Linked DNA regions of Gossypium arboreum: region 1 is linked to region 2. Evidence: chromatin contacts called from public Hi-C data. All regions are on one chromosome and are shown on one strand. Each heading gives the region's core, a stretch centred on a gene start, on an enhancer-like site or on the middle of the called end of the contact. The rest is flanking DNA. Distances are from core to core; before and after follow the strand shown.

Region 1 (5,729 bases), core at 370-2,869, 65 kb before region 2:
TGGGAGAAGATTTTTATCCAGAAATGGTAAAATCACCATATTAGCCATTCATCTTCCCCCTACTTCACACAAGCTTCCCAACATCCTTAATTTATTATAGAAAAGGTCCAAAATTCACCCAAATTATTTCCAACAAAAACTCAATCCAAAAATAAATTTATACATCGCCAACCCAGGTCAACACTTGAATGTTGCCTCGAGAATTTGGGGGCGTCACACAATCGATTAGACAATGTGTTGAAGATGTGTCCTCGACATGTGAAATTGTCTTCTTCACGCTTCTTCTTGAGTTCAGCCACTTTCGCAATTTTCTTGGAGTTTGCATTGGGAGCGGGATCCTTCACGGGTTGTAGGTTTGGATCCATAACGTACGCCACATTTAAGACGGTAAGAAGGAACAACATCTTGTCTTTCCAATGATTAAAGTTTGAACCCTCAAATCGATCAAGTTTTACAAACTCTTGGTTCATCACTTTGAATTTGGTAGTAGCCTCCGTTGCCATCTCCAATTTAGTTCTCTTTGATTGTTGGATAATTGAGTGGGGACGATAAAATCGGAGACTTATATGAAAATAAACAATAGACTTCAAGGCGCGGATTACGCTTTCCAAATAGAACTATTTGCCCCCACAAAAAGTTGCTAGAGGGTTAAGACAAAGGTCCTCTCGGGATACAACGAAGTTTTGAATTTCCTTTGATTAGCAAAATCGAGTAATTCCCTAATTCTTACTCTAGTTTCTGAAAATAAGATTGATTGTAATTGTGTAATTTGTTAGCACCATAATGTCTCTATTTATATGCACTCAATGAATACAAATTTGAAGAGCCACAACCTTTCATATTGGACATACTTCTTGGGAGAAACATGTCCCATGAAAATTTATCCATTGGATGATAAATAATCACTTTTAATTTAAATAGTGTTTATGAATAATTAAATCCGTAAGATGATAAATCATCACTTTTAATTTGAACAGTACTCATAAATAATTAATTTACAATCTATAATTTCCAACAATTTTATTAAGAAAATATTTTATCTATATATAAAAAGGAAGGTTGAAAGACCTTTCTTTGATGCACATGGGGTCTCTCGTTTTTCTTTTTCATTTCACATGTTAGAAAAAAGGGTTTACTTTTAATCATTCTACTCTTCTTATATATATAAAACTTTTGTGATAAAATATCTATATATACATATTTTACGTTAAGGTATTCATTTGTAATCATTATTTTTAAATTTTGATCAATTTAAAATATTTAAAAATCAAGTTCATGTTTCTAACTATCCTATATTTTTATTTTAAAATTTAAATTTAATTTTAATATTTTAATATTTTTAATTAAACAGACTAATGTAATATTTTGAAAATGAATTCATTTAACAAAAATTATTTTAATAAATGCAAATTTAATAAAAGAATTAACATATTAATAATTGAATTTATATATTTAAAACTAAAAATAAAATACTAAATTCCTATAGAAATGAGTTGACATAATCAGAAAGTTTGAGCGGAAAAGAGAGATGAAAATGACAGTGTTTCCTTGAATTTTGGGCAGTAGACAAAAATGTCCTTATAACTCACATTTGATGACCATGAATTCTCATTTCACACGTGTAGATCCCGGATAAATTGGCAACCCTGTTTTGGTACAATTTCAAACTTTCCTCCGTGCATGCATCTCGGACTGCAATTCATTCATTCATTCACCAATAGAAACTGTTGATACTTTTTTGAGTCTATTTTTTTTTCCTGGAAAATGTATTTATTTATTTTGTAAAATTTGATTCCACAAATAAATAAAATGTGAATAGATGTATTCACAAACAGTTCATCCAACGTTTTATTTATTTATATCTTTATACAAGACTTGAATCCTAATTATACGATCTGGATTTAGTATAGGGCCGAAATCTATTTCTTAAGGTTTGGTCTTATTTGACAATTTCTTTTAAAAATAAAATCGAATTTGACAATCACTTTTTTTTAAAAAATTAAATTATTTTTTAGCATAACTACTAGTCAAAATATTAAAATTTTGAATAAGAAAATCCACATGATAATCCTTTTGTATTTCATGCTTTTTGTTTTTGAATTTTATGAACATTTTTATATAATTTTATTTTTAATTCTTTTGAATATTTTTATAATTTTTAAATCATTCGTTGATGTGAACCATCATGCGGGTTGCTTAACCAACATCGTTAAAGAAATTAATATTTTTAGTCAAAATTTTCGTTAAAAAGACGTTTTGACTATTTTTGAAAAAATAAGAGCTAAATTGACAAAAAAATAAATATTGATGATTAAATTTAACATTATACCATTTTAAAATACTTCCATATGCCATCAGTGGCCAGCCATTACTTCCTTTTACAAAGATGAAAGATGGTTAAATCATATACATGCAGGGCAATAAATGTAAACAGCATGAGCAAATACACCTATAACAATGCAACCCCAGATTCAAACCCAAAATTCAGAAGCAACAAATTAACAATCTATTTAAGATAGGACAATAGGAGAACATTTATATATACAAAGAGTGTCACAGCTATAATAGGAAAGTGAGTATACAACAATAGATGCCTAAAACTTATCATTCATTAAGGCTCAAACAAATTAGTAAATCTATTTAACACCTTCATTTATAATTTGTTTATAATAATTATCCATGAAAAAATAGAGATAAAACTATTATGGAGGTTCTTGTGCTATAAGTTAAATTTTATTTTATCTTTTTATTTAAAAAATAGAGCAATTTGATCTTTTTCATTAAAAGGTCACCTATTTTTACTGTTAGCAATTAGTATGGTTAGCAAAATAAGTAAACTGTGACAGATGGCATATCATGTGTATCTCATATTGACATATTAGGCAGGGGCAGAGCTAGGGGGTTGGCAGGGGCCTGACTCCTCCTAAAATGAAAAATTTTCTATTTAGGTCTCTTTTATAATTTATAAAATTTTAAATTAATAATGAAAATATTATACTTTGGCACCAAAAATGATAAATTTTGATTTAATTCTTTAAAAATTATAAAAATATAAATTATTAAAATAATAAAATTACATTTTACTACATAAAATATATAATTTAATTCCGACCCTCTTAAAAGAAATTCTGACTTCACCCTTGATATTAAGGCTTATTTTTAACAGTAAAATAAATAATTTTTTAATAGAAAGCCCAATTAATTTTTAAATTTAACATATAAAAACTAATTTAATAATTTTTTTTAACGGTGAAAACAAGGATATATCATAGTTTTACCGAAAATCAAGCTGGCAACGTTTATAAAGTTTGAACCTTCAACATGGGGAAAAGGTCGAATGGCAGAGTTCCTTGGGAATTTGAGTAGGTACGAAAATGTCCTTTATCACTCCTATAAAATCCCATTTCTCATCTATTGATTGATTTCCAGATAAAATTGGGAAGCCTGTTATGGTAAAAGCTGTCCCACTCACTGTAACAAAGAAACGATTTCGTGACTTATAAAAATTGAAGTCTCTGTGCATGCATCTGGGACTACAAATTATTGTGCTTCTTTAATAGGGTAAAGTTTGAAAATTTAACACGACTAGAATTATCATGCCAGGATTTTGAGAAATATATTTATTTAATTTGTTAGATAATGCAGTTTGATTTAGCATAAATTTGACTCCACATATAAAATCTTATTACATGTATTTCTAGCTTGTCTCTTTTAGTATTTTAAAACAAAGAAAACGATGAGTCGGAGAGAGTAAAATTAAAATAATTTATATGTGGATGAATTCCAATTTATTTTTGATATTTTTTTGAATTATGCTATTTAATATTATTATTATTTTATTTTATATTTTATTTTGAGTTTGGTTGATTTTAAAATTGATTTTTTAACACTCAATAATAATATGTGACATTATATTTTATTTAAAATGCATGACTAATATAATATATAAAAAATCAAATTAACTCTCATTACTATTTTCTTGCAAAAATAGAACTCTTATGACTATTTTTAACTCCAAAATTAATAAATTTAGTTTTTTTTTATAAATTTCTAAAACCTTAAACTTTTAGACTAAAAAACACCAAAACCTAGACCCTTTAGACCTTAAATTTAGATCTAACATTTTCCTTAAAATCATAAATTTTAAAATTCTAAATTTGAGCCCACCATACCATAAATTATAAATCTAGTTGAACAGAAAAAAACATAAACCTTGCATTACTATTATTATTTGTTAATTTTATTTAATTTCTTTGACATTAATTTTATTTAATTAATCAACACTAGTTAGGATTACAATATTATTAAAGTGAATTGATCTATTGTTAGAAAGTGTATGAGATTAATTATAAATTCTTTTAAAAATATAAAGTGACACATTTTTATTGTATGCCTAAAATTCTAATATAATATAATTTTTTATTTTTCATGTATTAGGTGAAAGGATCGGAGAAAAGTGAGCTTAAAGATTAATTTTGTCAAATTTTTACGAATTCTTATTCTTATTATTTTTCATCTATATATATTCAAATTTTGATTCCTAATACCCCATAGATAGTTTGAATAGTCTTTTGTATCCACTTGCTCAATTAATTCAATAGTCTTTTTCATTGCCTTTCTAAATGAAACTCGATTCTTTAATTGTCCGACTATTGAATTTCTAGTTGATAATGCTTTAATATTTCAATTATATCTTAAGCTATAGTACTCTAATTTGGGCTTATAAGAGACCACTTCAAAGAGAATCAAAAGATCCATCTAAACTTATTTTATGATCTAGACTCAAAATGTTAGGAAGAAACCAAAAATTGTTAGGATACAAATTTACCAAAAGCTAAAAAAAAAACTCTTTTAAATTATTAAGGCAACTTTTGCCTTTTCTCTTTATGTGAACTTTGTCCTACATAATATAAAAGAAGAACAGAAGTATATATAAAACCATTGAGTTCTAAATTAATTCTTTATGTTCTAAAATACTTTCCCTTTTAGTTTTATTTATTGTGGATCTCATTTTAGAATTAAGTTTTAATAATAAAAATATTAATTAAGAAATACAATAAAATAAATATTTTTAATTTTCATTTGATTTTTTAAAACAATCAAATATATTATTTTACCTTATTTTATCTTAGAAGAAAATCATGGTATAATCTTTGGTAAAATATAATTTGTTCATGGACCGGATCGGGTTGATTTCGGGTCCAACTAAAAATTTAGGCTCATTTTCTAAGTTTGGCCTGAATAAAATACTAAAACACGGCCCGGCCTGCCAGTATTTTTTTCTATATTATTTTTATATTATTTTTAAATATATATATAATACATCAAAAATATTAAAAACATTTAAATAAAACTTTCCCAACAAATTAAAAATAAATTTTAAAAATATGTACACTTAAATAAAACTAATATAGGTGCAACTTAACAAGCAAATGCCTCTAAAAGAATAACAAAATTAACAATAAAACAAGTGTTATACAATATCCAGACAATAACAAAATAGTAGTAACATAATAATGAAATAGTAGCAAACAACAAGAAAATAGCATTAAAACAACAAAAAAAATAGTAAATTTTTTTGCCATTTTGTAAATTCGGGCTAGGCCAAAAATGCCTTACCCAAGGCCTAACTCATTTTTTAAACGGGGCTTATTTTTTTTTATCCAAACTCATTTTTCAAGCCTATATTTTTGTCCAAACTCTCTCACTTTTCAAACCAGCTTTAGCCT
Region 2 (5,106 bases), core at 1,684-4,183:
AATGTTGATGTTAAATTGAAAATGGATGTTAGTTGAGTTATGAAAATTGCTTAATAATGAAAAGAACATGAGCTTAATGCTTAAGTAGCATTCGGCTTTGGAGTAAGTTAATTTAGTTAGGAAATGAATTCCAAGATAGTAAATTATGTGTTAAGAGAGGAATTTAGGTTGTATATATATATATTCGTGATTATATTGAATCTAAGAGACTATGTTAGTTATTTGGGAGTTTCGGCCATAGTATTATAGTGAATATTATTTTGAACAAGAGTTTTAATTATAATAGATTGGTGTAAATGTTTTGAGTGAGGTAACACTAATAAGATGAATTGAGAAATGATTTCTCAAATGTCTAAAATGATATTCGGCTTAGGCATGTAAGCATGTCTAGTCGGTGTTGAATGTTTTAATTAGGGAAGGTTATAAGTTGAGTTTAGCGTTAAATGAAACATTTGATCAGATACATAGTGCCGAATGTGTTTGAATGTGAATTACCAAATACATAAACTTGATAATGCTATAATGGTAGACTTAGTCGGACTTTGGCATTTTGAGTGATGCATTTGATTCTTGTGTTAATCTGAGATGATATGTGTATTTTTTTTATGAAATTAAGTGATGGTTATGTAATTCGAAAATGCAAGGTAATACGCTAGTAATATTTTCGATTGTACATGAGTAGAGCATATGTATGATGTTTAAATAGGTAGTTAATAAAATCATTTGTACTTAATGGCACGACATACATGTATTAAATCGAATTGTTAAATTGATAAGAAATTAAATAGATCTATTTGTTTGAATCAAGCTCAAGAGGTAAGAGGGTCTAAATCAGATAAGGGAAAGGAGAAAGCAGTCGAGTAGATTACCCACAACTGTTCAAAATATCCGAGGTAAGTCTTAAGTAGTTTCCTTTAGTATATAATTGACGATGCCATTATAAGAGTATAGTAGGTAAATTGTGATCTTTGGCTTGCACTTGAATTAAGATGTATAATAGATAATGCATGTATATGACTTATAGTTTGATGATCACTTTGAATTTAAGATTAAATGGTGCAGAGAATGAGTGATATGAGATATAACCATTGAGCTGAAATGTGAATGATGATGTGCGTATCGAGTTTATATTCGAATGTAATATACGATTATTAAGTGATAAGATGACTGAGATGTGTTAAAATATGATCAAATATATATGAGATTGGAAATATATCCGGACATGAGGTCCGCAGGCTATATGCTGGAAAAATATCCGGACATGAGATCCGCAGGCTATATGCTAGAAATATATTCGGACTTGAGGTCCGCAGGCTACGTGCTGGAAAAATATCCGGGTTAAAGACCCGCAAGCTTATGCTAGTAATGTATTCCGAGCTCTAAGATTTGACAGAACCGATGCCAGTAAGTTAAGTAAGATTGTGACTTCGAATGTCAGTGGTAAACATCGTTGCGTAAGTATTATATAGTTTACACGTTAAGGTTCGTGTTATGTGCTCATATTTGAATTGATTTCTAAGTGATTTACTAATATCAAAGAACGATATATATATATATATATGTGTGTGTGTGTGTGTGTGTGAATCAATTCGGTATTTGATGATAAGAAAACAATACAATTGGTTATTGTAAGTCATCATATGAAAGAACGTAATTAAAGGTATTAGTATAATCTTTGTAAATAGTGAAATATGTGCAAGGAGTTTCTTGTGTATACATACATATATATTCACCAATGGGTTTTGTAACTAATGTCTTGGTGTATATTTGGTCAAGTGAATTACAATTAGAATACAAGTTTTGTGATTCTCAATGTTCAATTTTAATGACAAGCTTTAATAGTATAAATTGCTTAAAACTTACTAAGCCTCGAAAGCTTACTCAAATTCTTATTTCTCTGTTTTATAGATTGTTGACTCTAGCCGCCGACTCGGGGATCGTCAGCAGTTCTTCATACTATCGATCTTTTTAGTACAGTTATATTTTGGACTCGATATGGCATGTATAGAGATTAGGCTGTTGACGAATATGTTTTGTAATTGTAAATATTTTGGCTATATGAAAATGTCATTTATAACTCAAGGTTCAATATGTATTCAGCTAAATTTCTGCTTTTATTTTTAATTTTGTGAATGAAAAATTAAATGTTTAGCTCAATTAACACCTTATAGCCTAAACCGGCGATCGGACTTAGGCTTGGGATGTTTCAGGTCAACTCATCTGTAATGACACTAATTTATCTTTGTAATTGATATTTATATTTTTCTGCCAAGAAAAAAAATGCATATATTAATTCAAAAACATAAATGCATTCTCTCTTACCTTAATCAATGGTTGAGAATTCAATCTTCGCCCTAGATATGAAGTAATTTTAAAACTAGTGGCTAGCATCTACCCATTTAATGGGCCTGCTAAATGTGAATGGTTAATTATTGGACTCACTTCAATAGATATCTAAAAAAAAAAACGAATGCATTTATTATATATTTTTTGTTTTTTAATGTTTTTCTGTATTGATTTTCATTACCGATTTAATTAGAGGAATTTTATAAGAGAAGTTGTTAAAATGTTTGATAAGCTAATTAAGCAATTATTCATTGGAGATAAATGTTATTCTTGATCAAAGATTAAATTAATCCAGTTAGTAAGCGCCACGTAAAATGTAGATAAAAATTTATGGTGTAATCATCTTACAGACTAAAGTGTCTCTCCCAAAACAATGGTTTCCGCCGACCAAAAACAATGGTTCCCTCACAGTACAAGTGGTCCCATATTCGAATGCAATAAAGTTAAGGCCTTACGTCACCTATATGACTTCACTAGGCCCTTCCCAACACGTGGCACCACTGAAGAATCTTCGCTGCATAGCTCCAGGAAATAACCATGAAGCATCTGCTCATAAATTTTAAAATTAGAAGGAAAAAATAATAATAAAGGGATAAAATTTGTTATTTTAGATATCTAAAAAAATAAAAATAAAAAAAGTATAAAATGGATTGCAGCTATGCATAACAAGCTTCCTTCTCTACAAAACTCTATCAAAGACCAAAAGTCCAGATTTTCCTTAAAAATGGACTTTTCTCATCAAAACCCTAACTCTAACCCTATTTACACTTTCTTCCCTGAAAGCGTCAATCCCATGCCCGATTTTGAGGTCTCCGATTATCTCCTTCTTGACGGCAGTATCTTCGACGACGATACATCGTCGCAGAGTATGCTGTCGTCGGAGAAAGGCATGGCTGCAGCTACTGAACTTAGTGGTGCAACATCAAAAAATTGTAACATGCAAGTGATATTATATATATCTTTAACTTCCCTCAATGGAAATTTTTCTTCTTCTTCTTCTTCTTTTTTTTACTTAATAGGTTGAATTTTATTTTTTTTGCAGAAAATGCAAAAATGGAGTGGGGAAAAACAAATCGGAACTGGGGGTTCGAGTTGCGTTTAGAATGAAATCAGAGATGGAGGTGATCGATGATGGATACAAATGGAGGAAATATGGGAAAAAATCCATCAAGGACAACCCCAATCCAAGGTAATTATTATTATTATTTTAATCTTTTTGGGTTGATGTTGTTATATTGCATGAAAAACTGGTTTCACCGATATTGGAACCACTCATGGTTTTCAATATTGAGCCGCGGGACCCCATAACTTTGTACACATATCTATGGTGTTTTATATTATATATACATATATACTTCCAACTTGATAAATTAACTTCATCTTCGTCCTCGTGATGATATAGAAATAATTATATTCAACTATGAAAAACAAAAAACAAAAAACCCAATGTCTCAAAACAATGAATTTGGATTTTTTTTTTTAAATCATAAAACTGAAGCAGCATGTGGGCTTATGATATATATATATATTATTCTACCAGTTTATAATTTTCAATCATTGCAGCAATAGGGTTAATAATTAGTATACCATTTCAATGCCTTTCTCATTTATTTTTCTTGATATTTCCCACAATAATCATATAGTTTTGCACACAAAGGGATGAACCAATACCCATCACATCCTATATGGAATAGGATAGTAGTGAACTATATCCAAAAAGTGGGGCAAAAAAGTGGGAAAAATATTGCCCCATCAGCCTAATTATATATTTCGCCAATAGCCTTCATAGTTGAAGTAGACTGCAAGTGCAAGAGGCACCACCGATCAATCCACGTACAAACACTGTGGGCTGCTGCGTTATCATCATCACGTGCTCACAAATCACACCCACAGTAGTAGCAGCTACTGTATTATCTATCTTTATTCTTTAGCCGCAATTAGATTTTAATTTAGGAACATGCATGTTTATATATGGACAAAGAGAAAGACAGAAAGGAGTTGGGTTTAGGCACTTTATTAATTAATTAACTTTGCATGGCTTAATTATATCCTTAGGTTATTTTGAACATAGTTTTTATTGGGGGAGGAGTATAGCGGCTGGCTAAGGCAGCCATAGACAACCATGGAAGCTGTGAAAAGACTACTCGACAGCTTTTATCAAAATTTAAAGGCTTAATCTGGACCACATAAAAGCAAAATAATTGCTTTGCTACAATCAAAGTTTCCCCCAGTTTAATTTCTTTGTTATCTGGTTTTGCTTCTCATTTTATATATATTATGTTTGTTCAAATATATATTATAAATAGAATGGTAATAAATTTTATATTGAATTTCAATTAACTTAAATAAATCATACCTCAATATAAGTATATAATATCTTATTAGAGTAGAAGATAATATATATATATATTTATCATTGGATTATTAATTTAGATGTTCTTGTAATCGTGTTTTTGAACTTGTTAAACTTCAAAATTTTAAGTTGATGGCTTAATTAAAAAATGTTTAAGTCAATATGTCAACACTTCCATTGTATTTATAGATGCAATTGTTTATTAAGTTATTCAACTTGTGGTTCACATGAATTCTTTATATGAGCATATAAGTAATAAACAATTACTACTACCCAAATATATACTAAATTAATCTATATCAACATTTATACTATTGCTATGTTGGATTTGTTTTAAATTTTTTATAAGTTTAGAAATTTCAATTATAGAAATTGTTAATGTTTTTAAAACTAGATTGGTAGTCGAA

Evidence for each region. A called contact is a pair of places that touch in the nucleus more often than the background predicts.
Region 1: a contact with region 2 is called in a Hi-C map of leaf, with 4 times the contacts expected there. The contact joins the enhancer-like site here to the promoter of LOC108466600 in region 2. A contact is called at or near these places in 2 of 5 Hi-C or Micro-C datasets (both in leaf).

The regions. Positions count from the first base shown.
Region 1 is chr2:8,258,946-8,264,674 of ASM2569848v2, reverse strand. No RefSeq gene overlaps it. Among protein-coding and RNA genes, the nearest start is that of LOC128289473, 17 kb to the right of the region's middle. Within about 2 kb of position 1,619, at least 1 of the 2 cell types and tissues checked has an H3K27ac peak or open chromatin away from gene starts, as enhancers often do. A contact at or near this core is called in leaf, where this site is marked.
Region 2 is chr2:8,196,047-8,201,152 of ASM2569848v2, reverse strand. LOC108466600 (probable WRKY transcription factor 51) reads left to right here and starts at 2,933. Exons shown (of 3, transcript XM_017766987.2): 1 at 2,933-3,285; 2 at 3,389-3,535. The coding sequence starts at 3,005.